Linked DNA regions of Gossypium arboreum: region 1 is linked to region 2. A link is a contact called in public Hi-C data. All regions are on one chromosome and are shown on one strand. The core of a region is the stretch at or near the end of the contact, and the rest is flanking DNA. Distances in the headings are between cores, read along the strand shown. Region 1 holds the start of LOC108454913 (ethylene-responsive transcription factor CRF1-like). Region 2 holds the start of LOC108468610 (COP1-interactive protein 1-like).

What was found. Hi-C and Micro-C count contacts between places; a contact is called where the count stands out from the background.
Region 1: a contact with region 2 is called in a Hi-C map of leaf, with 3 times the contacts expected there. The contact joins the promoter of LOC108454913 here to the promoter of LOC108468610 in region 2. A contact is called at or near these places in 2 of 5 Hi-C or Micro-C datasets (both in leaf).

What each region holds. Positions count from the first base shown.
Region 1 is chr1:33,649,738-33,656,713 of ASM2569848v2, forward strand. LOC108454913 (ethylene-responsive transcription factor CRF1-like) reads right to left here and starts at 2,135. Exons shown (of 1, transcript XM_017753541.2): 1 at 347-2,135. The coding sequence starts at 1,461. The coding sequence ends at 478.
Region 2 is chr1:33,441,904-33,449,158 of ASM2569848v2, forward strand. It overlaps LOC108468610 (COP1-interactive protein 1-like), which reads right to left and starts at 3,679. Exons shown (of 3, transcript XM_053031438.1): 1 at 3,416-3,679; 2 at 2,112-2,293; 3 at 1-1,465. The coding sequence starts at 2,139.

The DNA of each region.
Region 1 (6,976 bases), core at 885-3,384, 210 kb after region 2:
ATTCTAAAATCTGAGTTTTCGTTTGAAATTAAAATATTTGATAGTGTAATAACTGTTTAAAGTAAAACATATTTGACCCGTTACACATCACGTGTGAACTTCAGTTCATTAAGACTTTAAATTCTAGAACATTTATTGTAGTATTACCCAAAAAAAAAAAACCTTCCCAGATGTTCCACTCACGTGCAGCAACACCTGCCTTCGTAAAAACAACAAGAACAACAAAAAAAACATAAATGACAGCCCTCTCAGAGAAGGAAACACGTAGCCTAACTAGTCCGTCGCCGTTACTGTGACGGAGATGTTTAATTACTCTCATTTTAGTAATTAATAAAAAACATAGAAATTATCTAAGAAATAAAATAAATTAAAAAACACAAATACGGTATTTTCAGTTCCCGCCGATACAAAACTTACCGTAAAACCGGCATTACACGAGGGGTAAAGAAGGAAAAAAAAACATAAATAAAACCACTGTCAAAAGGCAAACGGAGGATCCGACCCGAACAAATCCCCGATGTCTTGGAAATGATCATCTACATATTGCCAGCTCGAGAAGGTACCAAACCCGAATTCGAAATCCCCACCCGAACTCAAATACCCGTAACCAAAATCATCTTTCAAAAACCCTTCGTGTAAACTTGTATGATCGTCGAACAAACTCGGCACTGAACTGAATATGTCGCCGGCGAACAAGGATGAATGTTCGGAGAAATCCGATAAGTTTTCTCCCGATATGCAGCAAGAATCGTCGGGGACGTCTCGAGGTCGGTTTCTGGTTTCGCGCGATTTTTCGAAGCTTTGAGAATCGACTTCGTCGATGGAAAGCGAAGGGCAACGGAGAACGGAAGTCGGAGAGCAAAGGTAACTGTTGTGTGATTCTTCGCCGGAGTTGTAATCGGAACTGGATAACTGTTTTTGGCTGATGTTTTCGTCTTTCATCGGAGGAGTTGTAAAGTTGGTGAGGGCGTCGTGACCACGTAGCTGAATAGCCGCTTTGTCGTAAACCATTGCTGCTTCTTCGGCGGTGTTATAGGTACCTAACCATAACCGCACACGTCTTAACGGGTCTCTTATCTCCGCTGCCCATTTTCCCCAAGGTCGTTGCCTTACCCCTCTAAACTTCTTCCCCGCCGGTACTTTCGCCGCCGCTTTAACTTTTAACTTCTCCGCCGCCGGCTTTTTTCGAACACACCTCGACTCTGTGGGATTTGTTGATTCAATGGTAATCTCGTTGACGAACTTCTTGACTCTGTTCCTAGAACGGCGTCGTATCATTCGTGTTTCTTCTTCATCGTCGCTAGAAGAATCAGTAGCATCAGCATCAGTAACTGAAATTCGTACAATTCGAGGCTTCATTTCTGGCTTATTCTCGACTCTTCCATTTACCAATGGCGAAAGGAGCTTAGTTTCATTGCGGTGCTCAGTGTATTTGATTAAAGAAACTGAACAAGGATCCATTTTCTCTGGGTTTTTCTGGGTTTTTTTTTTGTTGTGGTTTTAAGTAAGAGTAGGAAGTGAAATAAAAAGGAAGATCAAAAGGAAAGAGATTCCTTTGAGCTTTGAGAGTCGAGACACGAGGAGAATAAAGGGAAAGCTGAAGAACTAAAAGAAAGAAAGAAAGAACAAACACGTTAAAGAGAAGCTTGAAACGAAGAGAAATCCACCATTAATCTCTTCATCAAAAAGTTCATCAAACGACGAGAAAACCAAGAGTGAGCCAAAAAAGATGAAATTTTTGTGAGCAAAAAAGTTGCAGAGTTAAAAAAAAAAAAAAAACCAAACGCAAGCAAATGGCTTTTGTGGAAAAAGGGATAGAGAATAAATATCTCTCTCAGAAAAAAAAAAAACCAGTGCTTTTCACAGTCACCTAACTGAGAGCATAAATTAGCTATTTTTTGGTAACTTTGGAATCTAAGTCTTAAAAGAAATAAAGAACCCAAGTTGATTTTTGAGGATACTTGGTCCAGAAAAGTAAAAAGAAAGAAGAAATGTTATGGAGCGGGACCAGAAAATTTGATAAGAAAGAAGAGTGCAGCAGAGCTAAAATATGAAAACAGAGTATTCAACTTGTCTCTATATATATTCCACTAATCAAGTTGGGTTTTTTAATTGAAGGTAACTCATTTTGATTATATAAGTTAAACAAAAGAGAATTTTTAGCAGACAATTATATAATAATAATCGTTGGGTTCATTTGCCGTTTTCGTTTGATTTTCGGGTTTGGATTATTTCTCAACTATTAGTGTTTAGACAGATATGTATGGTGTAATCCAGTTTGTTGATATTGATGAAAATTTTTGTAATTATTTCTCCCAAAGGTTAATGAAAACACTACGAATAAAAACAATGACCAGTCATAATAATGGTTGCGTCTTAACTTAATCATCAGTATTAGCTATTAAATTTTGTATTCCAAACTGGCCATTCACGTTTCAATTGTAATACTAGCTTAGTTAATATTAGTACTGTTGTTAATATAAGAGGATAAGCGTTCAAATGCGCTCAACCACTTTTATCTTTTTATTTAAAAGATTATGAATAATTCTAAATATTTTATATAAAAAGTAATTACAGATTTCAAAATCTACTTAAACAATAATTGTGTTCTTCAAATTGATTTTTCAGAAATTAATTGAAAAATTGTATTGTAATGAAATTTGATGGAAGTATCTATTGAAGCCATAATTGATGTATGAAATATACCTTTCTTTGAATAGATGAAAAGGAAGTAACATGCCTAACTACACACATTTTTTGAATTTTCAAATAAGCTATTAAGTGTTGAAGATATTGTATGCCATTTTTCAAGATAAATTTTCACTATAAGGGAAAAGAATATTATAAAACATTCAAATGTCAGAATACTAATTATCCATCAATTTTCAAACATTATTCATGAGGGTTTTTCTCTTTTTTTCTAATTTGGCCCCTTGTTTCCTTTTATGCTTGTTAGGTTTCTTCTTCTACTGTGTTTCTATCGATGTCAACTCTTAAAGCTCTATGAGTCTAATAGCTAGATTAATACCGGTGTCCTTAGGTTTTCTTCATTTTTCATGTGAGGGTTCATGGTGGCTTTTGACACTTTGTTTAGAGCCTGATTGCGACATCCGACATGGCATCCCATACTCAAGGTGTACATGTTGAAGGTGCAATGATGTTGCCTAGCCTTATGTTACTTGGTGCTCTCTTTCTCTCTCCCCTCCTCCTATTGGTGGTAGGCGATAGAGTTGTTTATGGGGTCGGACACCTGACTTGACCTACTCAAAAAATAAGATGTTCTGGGTAAAAATATAAGCTTAAAAAATGGGCTAAGGCAAAAAAAAAAAATGTCTGTTTAGAAAATGGGTCGAGCCTTGGGTAAGGTTTTTGGCTCGGCCTTGGTCCGTATTTACAATTAAAAACCGCTTACTGTTTTGCTGCTATTTTCCCACCTTTTGTCACCATTTCACTATTATGTTGCTATTATTGTGTTGTTAATGTTTGAATATTATATAACACTAGTTTTATCGTTAATTTTACTACTATTTTAGAGGCATTTACTTGTTAAGTTGCATTTATCTTAGTGTTATTTAAGTATACAAACTTTCTTAAATTTATTTTCAATTTGCTAGGAAACATTTATTTTAATATTTTTAGTGTATATGGTGTATTATATTTTTTTAATTTTTTATATAAAAATTAAATTTAAAAAATTAATACAGACGGGCCAAGCCCGGATTTTAGCATTTTTATTTGGATCGGACTTGGGAAAAAATTTAGGCCCATTTTTTTGGGCTGGCTCGGGCCTACGCCTATCAATCTGGCCTAAAATTTTGTTAGGGCCCAACCTGAACCCGACCCATGTATAACTCTTGTAACATCGCGAATATGGCGGATACAAGGTTTGGCGCATAGCTCTAAGGTAGTATGATTGGCGGAGTAGGCTTCACCCAAGTGCATCTTTCAGCTTATAGAGTGGACGTGTACAATTTTATGGTTAAGTCAATAAAGATTTCTTGTAAGTGGCTATGTTAGTTGGAATAAGATTAGCGACCAAGTAAAATTGATACCGAGCATATGAGTTCACGTCAGGGATAGTGCACCCTTTAATTTTGGCATTATGCAAGTTAAGTTGCAAGGTAAGCTGGTTAGGAACCAACTGAATGTGAACCAGAATAGTTAAAAGATAAGAGAATACTCAATTAGGTTTCTTGGAAGTTGTAGACTTTTGATAAGACAATTCAATAATGATGTGACATTTATCAAGTTCCAATAAGAACCTAGATTATAATAATAATAGTTATTGAAATTTAGGTAAGGGGAGTTCTCTTATTCTTTCTTCTAAGACAAGGTTATTGAGGAACCGAAGGTATTTCTCTAAGCTAAAGTTGAGATCCCGAATTTTATAAGTGATTGCTCTATGTCAAGGTAAGGACTCTACATGTTATGCTATAGAATAGTATGCCTGTAAGAATGTATGAATAGTAAGATGACGAATTAATGCTTAGTGTAAGGGTTATTTGGGTTTGTGATGATGTTAAAAGTTACGAATGAGTTTTAATAGTGTTCTTCTGATATATAAGCAGTGGTTGTTGCTGTAACAGCCCGATTTAGGGCCTAGTTGAAATAGTGGTCTCGAGACCACAAATCCAGAGTCGGATAAATTATTTTATAATTATTTAGATGTTATAGCATATTCTTAAAAGTGCATGAAAAATTTGGTGAGTTAATTGTGACGTTTGTGAGCCCAATTGTGAAAAAGGACTAAATCGCATAAAATGCAAAAGTCTTATTTTGATAGTTAAAAGTGCCAAATAGCTAGAGAACCTAAATTAAGGGTATTTAAAGGGAAATTAGACCCTTTAAGGAGGCATGTCCGGCCATAGGAGACAAACTTGGTAAAAAAAGTCTAAATTTGGTGGGTTTGGTGGCTAAATTGATTAAAATAGAAATAAAATAAGAGAAAGATGATATCACCTTCTCATCTTCTTCTCTACCACCAAAATTTTTAGCAAAATAAGGGTTCTTGGAGCTTTAAAAATTTCAGCAACTTTAAGCCTTCACAAGTAAGTGATTTTAATGGCTTTTCTTGAATATTTTTGTACTTTTGAGACCCTTGAAGCATGAGTTTTCTAATGAGGGTACTATTTTGCTAAATAATCAAAAGTGTAGGATTTTGCTATGAAAGGGTTTGTAATGTTTTCTGAGTTTTTATGGAAGAAAATGAGTCTTGGGTGTGTTATGAACAACTTCTGTGAAATGTGTTAGCATGAAAACACCTAAAATGACTATTTTACATGAGTTGTAAAATAGATGTTAAGTATGGGAAATAGTAGGAATTTGGAGTTGCTATAAGAGTAAAAAGGGTTCGTCTAGGCTTAAGATATGAAGAAATTTGATAAAAATCAATTTTCGAACTTAGGGGTAAAATGGTCATTTTACAAAAGTCTAGGGGCAAATTGATCATTTTGCCCAATTATGAATTGTAGAGTGCATAGATTGATAAAGTAACTAAATAAGTGCATTTTTTTATTATAGATCAAGAAATACCAAATCCGAACCTAGACCGGGGGAAAGCCAAGCAAATCGACTAAATCAACTAGTCGCCACATTTTGTAATCTGAGGTAAGTTGTATGTAAATAATACAACTACAATGTTAATGTATGTGTTGAATTGTACTTGAATTTAATATAGCATGAATTGCTTGATTGTGGAATTGAGAAAGCATGATGGTAATAGAGATAGTAGAGTTCCCGTTTAAATCTAGGAAATAAATCGAATATTCATACCATAACTTATGGGTTATTGTGAGCTAGTGTAAGACATGTCTGAGACATGCATCGGCCACATCATAAAAGCCAGTGTAAGACCATGTCTGAGACATGGCATCGGCATTGAGACGAGTGCTAGTGTAAGACATGTCTAGGACATGTATCGGCCTTGAGACGTAAGTCAGTGTAAGACATGTCTGGGACATGCATGGGCTACGAGATGTGTCAGTGTAAGACCATGTCTGGGACATGGAATCGACATCTTACCCTATGTTTAAGTTTTAATGAATATCTAATAGTGTTCCAAATGGTTCAACGATGAAAGTATGATTTCAAGTTAACAAGGGAAGTATAACCGTGTTGTGAGTGGCACAGGTGCCTATATGGTATGCATGAAATGTGATCTCAATATATGCTACATTAGGTGTATTGAATATTGATGAGTAAGTTTGCTTAAGCCATTTTTGTATCATGATTCTTGTTGATGAATGGTAAAGTTATGTTGTATATTTATTTATGTGCAACTTACTAAGCTTTATGCTTACTCCCTCTCATTTTTCATTTCCTTAGAGTGCCGCCTATCTAACTCAATGACCAAAGAAAGTCAGAGATATCGATCACACTATCAATCGAAGTATTCGATATAGTTTGATTTATATTTTTTAATATGACATGTATAGGGATTTAGACTTGTGTTTTGTGTTATTATTAATTTGGTCAATGTGTTGGCTTGGGATAAATCCCTCATTTTGTATTAAGCCTCACATAATGGCTAATATTCATTTTGATTTATATGCAAAGATGTTATTTTCATAGATGAATAAAATACACAAATGGAATGTTGTTAGTTGTGGCTGATTTGGTTGCATGAGATAGTCTTATCATGATTGTGGTTGCTATTATGTAGGTTGTGTTAAGTAAGGGTGTGGTAAAGTTATGTTGTATATTTATTTATGTGCAACTTACTAAGCTTTATGCTTACTCCCTCTCATTTTTCATTTCCTTAGAGTGCCGCCTATCTAACTCAATGACCAAAGAAAGTCAGAGATATCGATCACACTATCAATCGAAGTATTCGATATAGTTTGATTTATATTTTTGAATATGACATTTATGGGATTTAGACTTGTTTTTTGTGTTATTATTAATTTGGTCAATGTGTTGGCTTGGGATAAATCCCTCATTTTGTATTAAGCCTTACATGATGGCTAATATTCATTTT
Region 2 (7,255 bases), core at 2,429-4,928:
TCCAATTCTCCCACTTTTTTCTCAAGCACACTCACAGCTTTCAATAACTTCAACTTTTGTTCTTCTTCTGAATTCGATACCCCGTCATTTTCCCTTTTCTTTTCTGCATTATCTATCAGCTTCGTCAACTCAGTTTCACAAGTAACAAGCTTTTGTTTCAGTTCTTTGTTTTCTTGCTCTAAACTTTCTTTTATGTTCTTGTAGTTCTCTTTGTTTTCGTAATGTTTTTTTTCAGCAACCGCAATCCTTAAGCACAGAAGACGGATGTTATCATCGAGTTTCTGGTAGAATTCTTGTGCTAAATTCCCCATCTTTCTTTCTATGTAATTTAACTTGTTTCCAGCAGATAATTGTTTGATAAGCTTTGGGTTACGTTCCATGGTTTTCCTAGTATGTTCTTCTATTTCTTTCATCATTCTCTGTTGGTCTGCAATCTGTAACTCCACTTGGTTTTTCTCCGTCACATGATCCAACTTAACCTCTGTACTCATCTGAGTTGTTTGTTTTTCCCTTTTAGTTTGGCAGTCCTCAAGTCTCCTCTCTCTAAATAGTGCTTCCAGTCCTAGAATTCTTGAATTCAGGTGAGCATTTTCCTCTTTCAATTGATTGATTTCATGAACATTACTCCTCAATTCATCTTTGGATGTAATATTCTGTTTGCGTAGAGCATCAACCTCCGATTCCAAGTCGATCACCTGCACCTGTAAGCCTTGGTTTTCCTCTGTCAGAGTTTTCACTTGAACCTCTAATTCCGGCTTCATTACATTTCCTCTGGCTTCACATTGTTGAGCACGTAGATAGTCCACTTCCTTTTTCAGACTGCAGACCTGTGCCATTGAATTATTGATTCTAGATGTTAGGTTCTTTTCATTTTCTTTGAGTTGCTTCATGAGTTTAGTTACTTCATCTCCTTCCTCCCAAACCGGCACATACATTGCAGTATTTGTCTCTCCTTGCTGTTTAGTTTCAACTGTCTTACCATCAATCCCAACTTCAGAATCTCTTTTAGGCTCATCTTTGTTGATGGTTTCTATTTCTTCTGTTTTACTTGAAGCAGACAGATGACCTGAAGCTAAAGCTTCACTCTCTTCGGTCTTAGAGGCCAATTGGTGCTTCAAATCAGAGTCTTCTTCATATGCACGATTAAGTTCTTCCTTGATGTTATCTGCCATCCATCTATGGAATCTTCTATCATTATCAAATGTCGTGTCAGTGTCATTTTCTCTATCCGTAGGGGAGTAATATTCTGAGTCCGAGCCGGATGAATAATAGGGATGACTTTCGTTTCCTTTTCCTTTTCCTTTGAGAACTTTCTCAACGGACTCTCGTTTAAGATGCTCATATTGCGCAGAGAGTGACTGGTACTGTCTGTAAAACTCCTCAACATGCCCAATAAGTTCTGGCTCCCTTTTCCTGCTTTTCCTCTTGATGAGCTTCAAGATTCTTTCTACTCTCTTTTCAACATCTGTGAAAAACAGGGAAATTCCGAATCTGATACATCAACATCAAATGAAATATGTATGGAAGAAAATGTTAAAACTCTTACATTATCTTAGTCAAAAGCACCTGAGATCTTACAGCACGGAATCAATACAACAATGAACGCAAATCAGGAGACTTTGACAAAAGCAATTGACATTAAACAATGACAAAGAATTACTAATAAGCTGACAGTCATAACTCGTAGGATACTAGAAACAGGATAATACTACAAGGCACTGTCAAGTTTTTCTCTAGAGGGCAAAGTAAGGTTATAAGCAGATTCCTAAACCTCGCTTTTGCGGAAACATAAAAATGGTGAATGCAACACTACAGTTTCAATACAACTACTTGAGGATGACAAAGGGATTTTAACTTTTCACTGACTAGTGCCTAATCTTTAGCCAAAAATGCACATAACTTTGCAGACATGCATCCATTAAGATTTACATTGAGGAAGAAAAAGAAAATGTGCCTATAATGGCACTCATGTTATCTTTGAATCTACAAAAATAATGTAAGAGGATGATAAAAGGAAGGTAGCACGGGGGTATATTAGCGAGGGTGCAAAATTTGGTTTTGCAGCCAAACAATGTGTGCATATTTTCAGGTTTTCATCAGCTTTTACAAACCTGGTTTAATCACTTCCACTTGCTCCATTGTTCTGAACTTCTGTGTATCAGGATAACAACCCTTAGAGGTCGTTGTCTGGCTTTATAGCGTCTTCTCCAATATAAAATTTGCTGCGAACTTAAAGAATGAATCCCCAAGCCAAAAAATGCATGCTCCATCTCAAACACATCAAACTAAATATCTGAAAATAAAGGTGACATAGCATTAGTAAATTATTTTTCACATTGACACATCCAAACATAACAAAGTCCTAAATCAAGCATATCCTCAAAAACAGCTTGTGCATTCACTATTTTTTAGATGGTCTACACTTTATCCTTAGTTTTCTTCCTCCCTAGCCAATACCAAAAATGTGCATTTCATCATAAGCAAAGTCATAAAAGAAGAAAGCTAATTCATCTTTTACACAAGAACCGTTCACCAGGCATTTAACCAAACTCTTTAAAATTCAAAGTCTGGCAAAATTTTGACCTTGGAAACAAGTAATAAGACATGCCTGTCAAATCCTTCCATGTGCATTCTTGACATATCTGCATTATGAATTCATTAATTAGAACACAACCTAGTCAAAATTCCTAATAGGAGATTGTTATGGGCCGGAAATATCGTTGATTTTGATACATAATTAGATCAAATAGTGCAACAAAAAGCTAAAAAGACAAACCCTTCATTGCCTTCAACACGGTACCGCACATTACATTTGTATCCGACACTCATTATCGGATAATGAGTAACATGTAACGATTATTCTACATAATAGTTGATTTTGACAACAAGACCCACCAAAAAAGAATGGTGGTCCATTGATAAATCAGAATTTCCAAAGATTGGGTAATGGATAAATGGTGGCCAAGGTTTGATACGTCATCTTCAAAGGCAACAACAACCCCCACCCGTTTCTTCACCAATTCAGTTCTGAAATTCAAACACATTGTCTTGCTACAAGGAGAAAATATACCAGCTAACATCCAGTTCATTGCCACCCATGGCCTTCAAATAGGTTTTTTAATCACAATATTTAAATTTTAATTATGGGATTAAGCGTTAACACGTCGGTTATGTTCGATAAGGAATGACATTCGCTGAAAGCTACGTAAAATCCAATTCAAAATTCAATCTAACCATTATTTATCTTAGACGAATCGAAAGATCAGAAAATTCAAATTTGACTTATTTAGTTTTTTATTTCTGAATTAAACATGAAATTATTAATTTGAATGATTTTCTTCGTTTTATATTCCATCTTCGTTAACAATCAAACGAAGAAAAAAAAAGAAGAAAATGAATTGAAAGCAAATATTACCTGAAAATCGAAGGCGGATTTTCTCTCAGCGGATCAAAATGGAATGCGAATTGATAAAATGATGGAAAATTAGGAAACATTTTCAGGTGAAAAGAAAAAAGGAAAAATAGTCAAAAAAGTGAAATTATAAAATAGGCTTTCTGTGTTTGTGATGTTTCCAGTCCATGAGAACGGAATTTTGGCGGTTTCTTTTTTATGATACAAATAGCCCTAAAATTTCGTTTTGTATATTACGATGGAATCTCATTTTATCGGATAGCAAAAATACGCGATAATTTCATTTCATCGTAAACAATAAAAAATAAGTGGCTAAAATTTCAAAACGTAAATGCTACGTGGGTGATGTCCCGCGCTTTGTCTTGTCCTAAAATTTTAATTAATTTTTATATTTTTTAAATTAAATTACTCTATGGCAGATGACATATATTTGAAACAGTGAAGCATAAATCTTTAGGTTTTTTTACTCTATTATGATAAATTTATTATTCATTAGGGTAAATTAAACCAACAATTACTTAATTTTGAGGTAACTAACAAAATAGTCAGTCAGGTTTTAATTTAGTCACTCAACTTTCAAAAAATAACAAAACAAGTCTTTTTAACCATTTTTCGTTACAGACATAACGGAAAAGTGACATGGCAGTTGACGGATTCCTTGTTGTCATTAACCATCCAGCTGGCCAGTTAGCACAAATTTAAATAGCCCATTTTGGCACTAATTTAGGGTTTAGGCAGTAAAAGAAAAAGAGAAATAAAAGAATTGTAACGGCCCGATTTTGGGTTCAATCGAAACAATAGTTTCGGAACCACTAACTCGAGGTTAGAGAAATTATTTTTTTATATTATTTTATGTGTGATGGCATGTTTATAAAGGAGTATAGAAATTTTGGTGAATTAATTTTAGCGATTGTGAGCCCAATTGTGAAAAAAGACTAAATCGCATAAAATGCAAAAGTCCTGTTTTGATAGCAAAGGGTGTTAAATAGCTAGAGAACCAAAATTGGGGGTCTTTATAGGGCAAATAGACCCTTGGATAAGTGATGGCCTGCCATAGAAGACAAAAGATAGAGAAAAGATATCATCTTTTTCCCATCTCCTTCTCCACCGAAAACTCAGCCATTGTAGGGGTTTTTGAGCCTAAAAAATTTCAGCCACTCTCTACTCTTGCAAGTAAGTGACTTTAATGGCTTTTCTTGAAAATTTTTACATTTTTAGAACTTTTGTAGCATGAGCTTTCTAACAAGGGGACTATTTTGTTAAATGGCTGAAAGTTTAGAGTTTTACCATGAGAGTGTTCATGTTGTTTTCTGAAATTTTATGGAAGAAAATGAATCATGGTTATGAAATAAACAACTTTTATGAAGGGATTTCTCATGAAAACCCTAATAAGACTATTTTGTAAAGTTGTAAAATAGATAGTAATGTTGTGAAATATTGGAAATTTGGGGGTTTTTTAAGAGAGATAAATGGTTGGTTAGGCTTGACAAATAGGGAAACTCGATAAAAATTGATTTCCGGGCTTAGAGGTAAAATGGTTATTTTGTAAAAGTCTAGGGGCAAAATGGTCATTTTGCCCAAATCATAAATTATTAAGCGCTTAGATTTAATTGATGATTAAATTACTAAATGTTTCCATTTTAGATCATGAAATACAAAATCCGAACCTAAACTGGGGAAAGGCCAAGCAAGTAGATTAAATCAACTAGTCGCCCCATTTTGAGTACCGAGGTAAGTTGTATGTAAATAATACAACTACATTGTTATTATATGTGTCTGAATTGATATAGCATAAACTGCTTGTTTGTGGAATTGATTATGTATGATGAATATTTAGATAGTAAAACTCCCGTTTGAACCTTAGAAAATAAATCGGATATCCATGCCATGACATTCGGGTTATTGTATGCTAGTGTAAGACATGTCTGGGACATGCATCGGCTACATTATGAGAGCTAGTGTAAGACCATGTCTGGGACATGGCATCGGCATTGAAACGAGAGCTAGTGTAAGAGATGTCTGGGACATGCATCGGCTACGAGATGTGTCAGTGTAAGACCATGTCTGGGACATGGCATCGGCACGTATAAAAGTGTCAGTGTAAGACCATGTCTGGGGCATGGCATCGGCACTGATATGTGAGAGCTAGTGTAAGATCATGTCTGGGACATGGCGTCGGCCTCGATTTTGATAGTCAATGTAAGACCATGTCTGGGACATGGCATCAGCATTATACCCTATGTTTGAAGCTTAGTGAATATTCAATAGTATTCCAAATGATTCAATGGTGAGAGTTACAGTTTGAGTTAAACGAGAAAAGTATAGCCATGTTGTGAGTGGTACAGGTACCCATTTGAAATGAATGAGATGTGAGCTCAATATATGCTATGTGAATTGTAATGGATAGTGATGAGTAAGTTGTACTTATGCCTACTTTTGTATTATGAACATGATGATGAATGGTAAAGTTGTTGTTATATTTATTTGCATGCAACTTACTAAGCTTTATGCTTACTCCCTCTCCTTTCCATTTTCTTATAGTGCCACCTAATTAGCTAGAGGATCATCAGACGTCGGAGGCATCGATCACACTATCAACTGAAGCACTTGGTATAGTTGGTCTTATTATTTTGAATATGGCATGTATAGGGCTTAGACTTTTGAGTTTTGTGTCAATATTAATTTGACTAAATGTGTTGGCTTGGGATGAATCCCTTCATTTTGTATAAAGCCATGGATAATGGTTAATATTTATTATTGATCTATGTAAATGATGATATTTTCATGAATGAGATAATATCTTGTGTGGCTGATTAGACCTTGTATTGTTGTGTAGATTTTTCATGTTAAAGGTTACGTAGGTTAGTGCAAGTAAGGGTGGCAAAAAGGCTTGGTAAATAGCCTTATTTTGTCACGCGGTCGTGTGTCTAGGCCGTGTGTGACACACGGTCAGCCCCATGGGCGTGTTATCCGGCCGTGTGTCCCTTGCACATTAAATTGACAAGTCAGTATGCATGGTAGTAAACACACGGGCAGAGATACGGTCGTGTGTCTCAACCATGTAGAGCACACAGCCTCTGGCTACGGGTGTGTACCTTGGCCGTATGCCCTAAATTGGATGCTGACGTCAGAAACAGAATGTCAAGGTTTTTAGACACAGGCGTGTCATGCCGTGTGAGGGACATGGGCAATGGACACGGGTGTGTATCAGGCCGTGTGAAAGCCCCTGTAGGTTCGAATTTAGAATTTAATTCGCATAGACTCGGGGCACGGACGTGTTCCCTTGTGCTTAGGCCATGTGAACCACAAGGGTCATAAGCACGGCCATGTCATAGTGGCCACACGGGTGTGTACCCTGTTTCAAGGGTCATTTTTATATAGTCAGTTTAAGGATAAAGTTGGTTTTGAAAGGCTTTCAATGGATGTTTGAGGCCTTGTAGGCCCATATTAAGGAGTTTAAACAAGTTCGAAAAAGTTTTAAATTTTAACGGGCTCGTGTGATCTAACTTAGTACATGTGTATGTGAATTGTGAATGGTAATGCCTCGTACCCGGTATCAGCGTCGAACTCGGGTAAAGGGTGTTACATTTAGTGGTATCAGAGCTATGGCTTAGTCGGTTCTAGGACTAACCTAGCGTGAGTACGTGTCTAGTTATACATGTCATAATTTTATATTGATAATGTGACGACTCCTGATGAGATAAATTGTATTTTTATTTATATAGTAAATGGATCCTAACGTAGCTACGGCGGATGATGTGGAGAGTAATGCGCCGACTCCCGTTGAAAGGACTGCACTAGTAGATAGTGGGCCCGTGACAATGAGTCAAGGTAGAGGAGCTA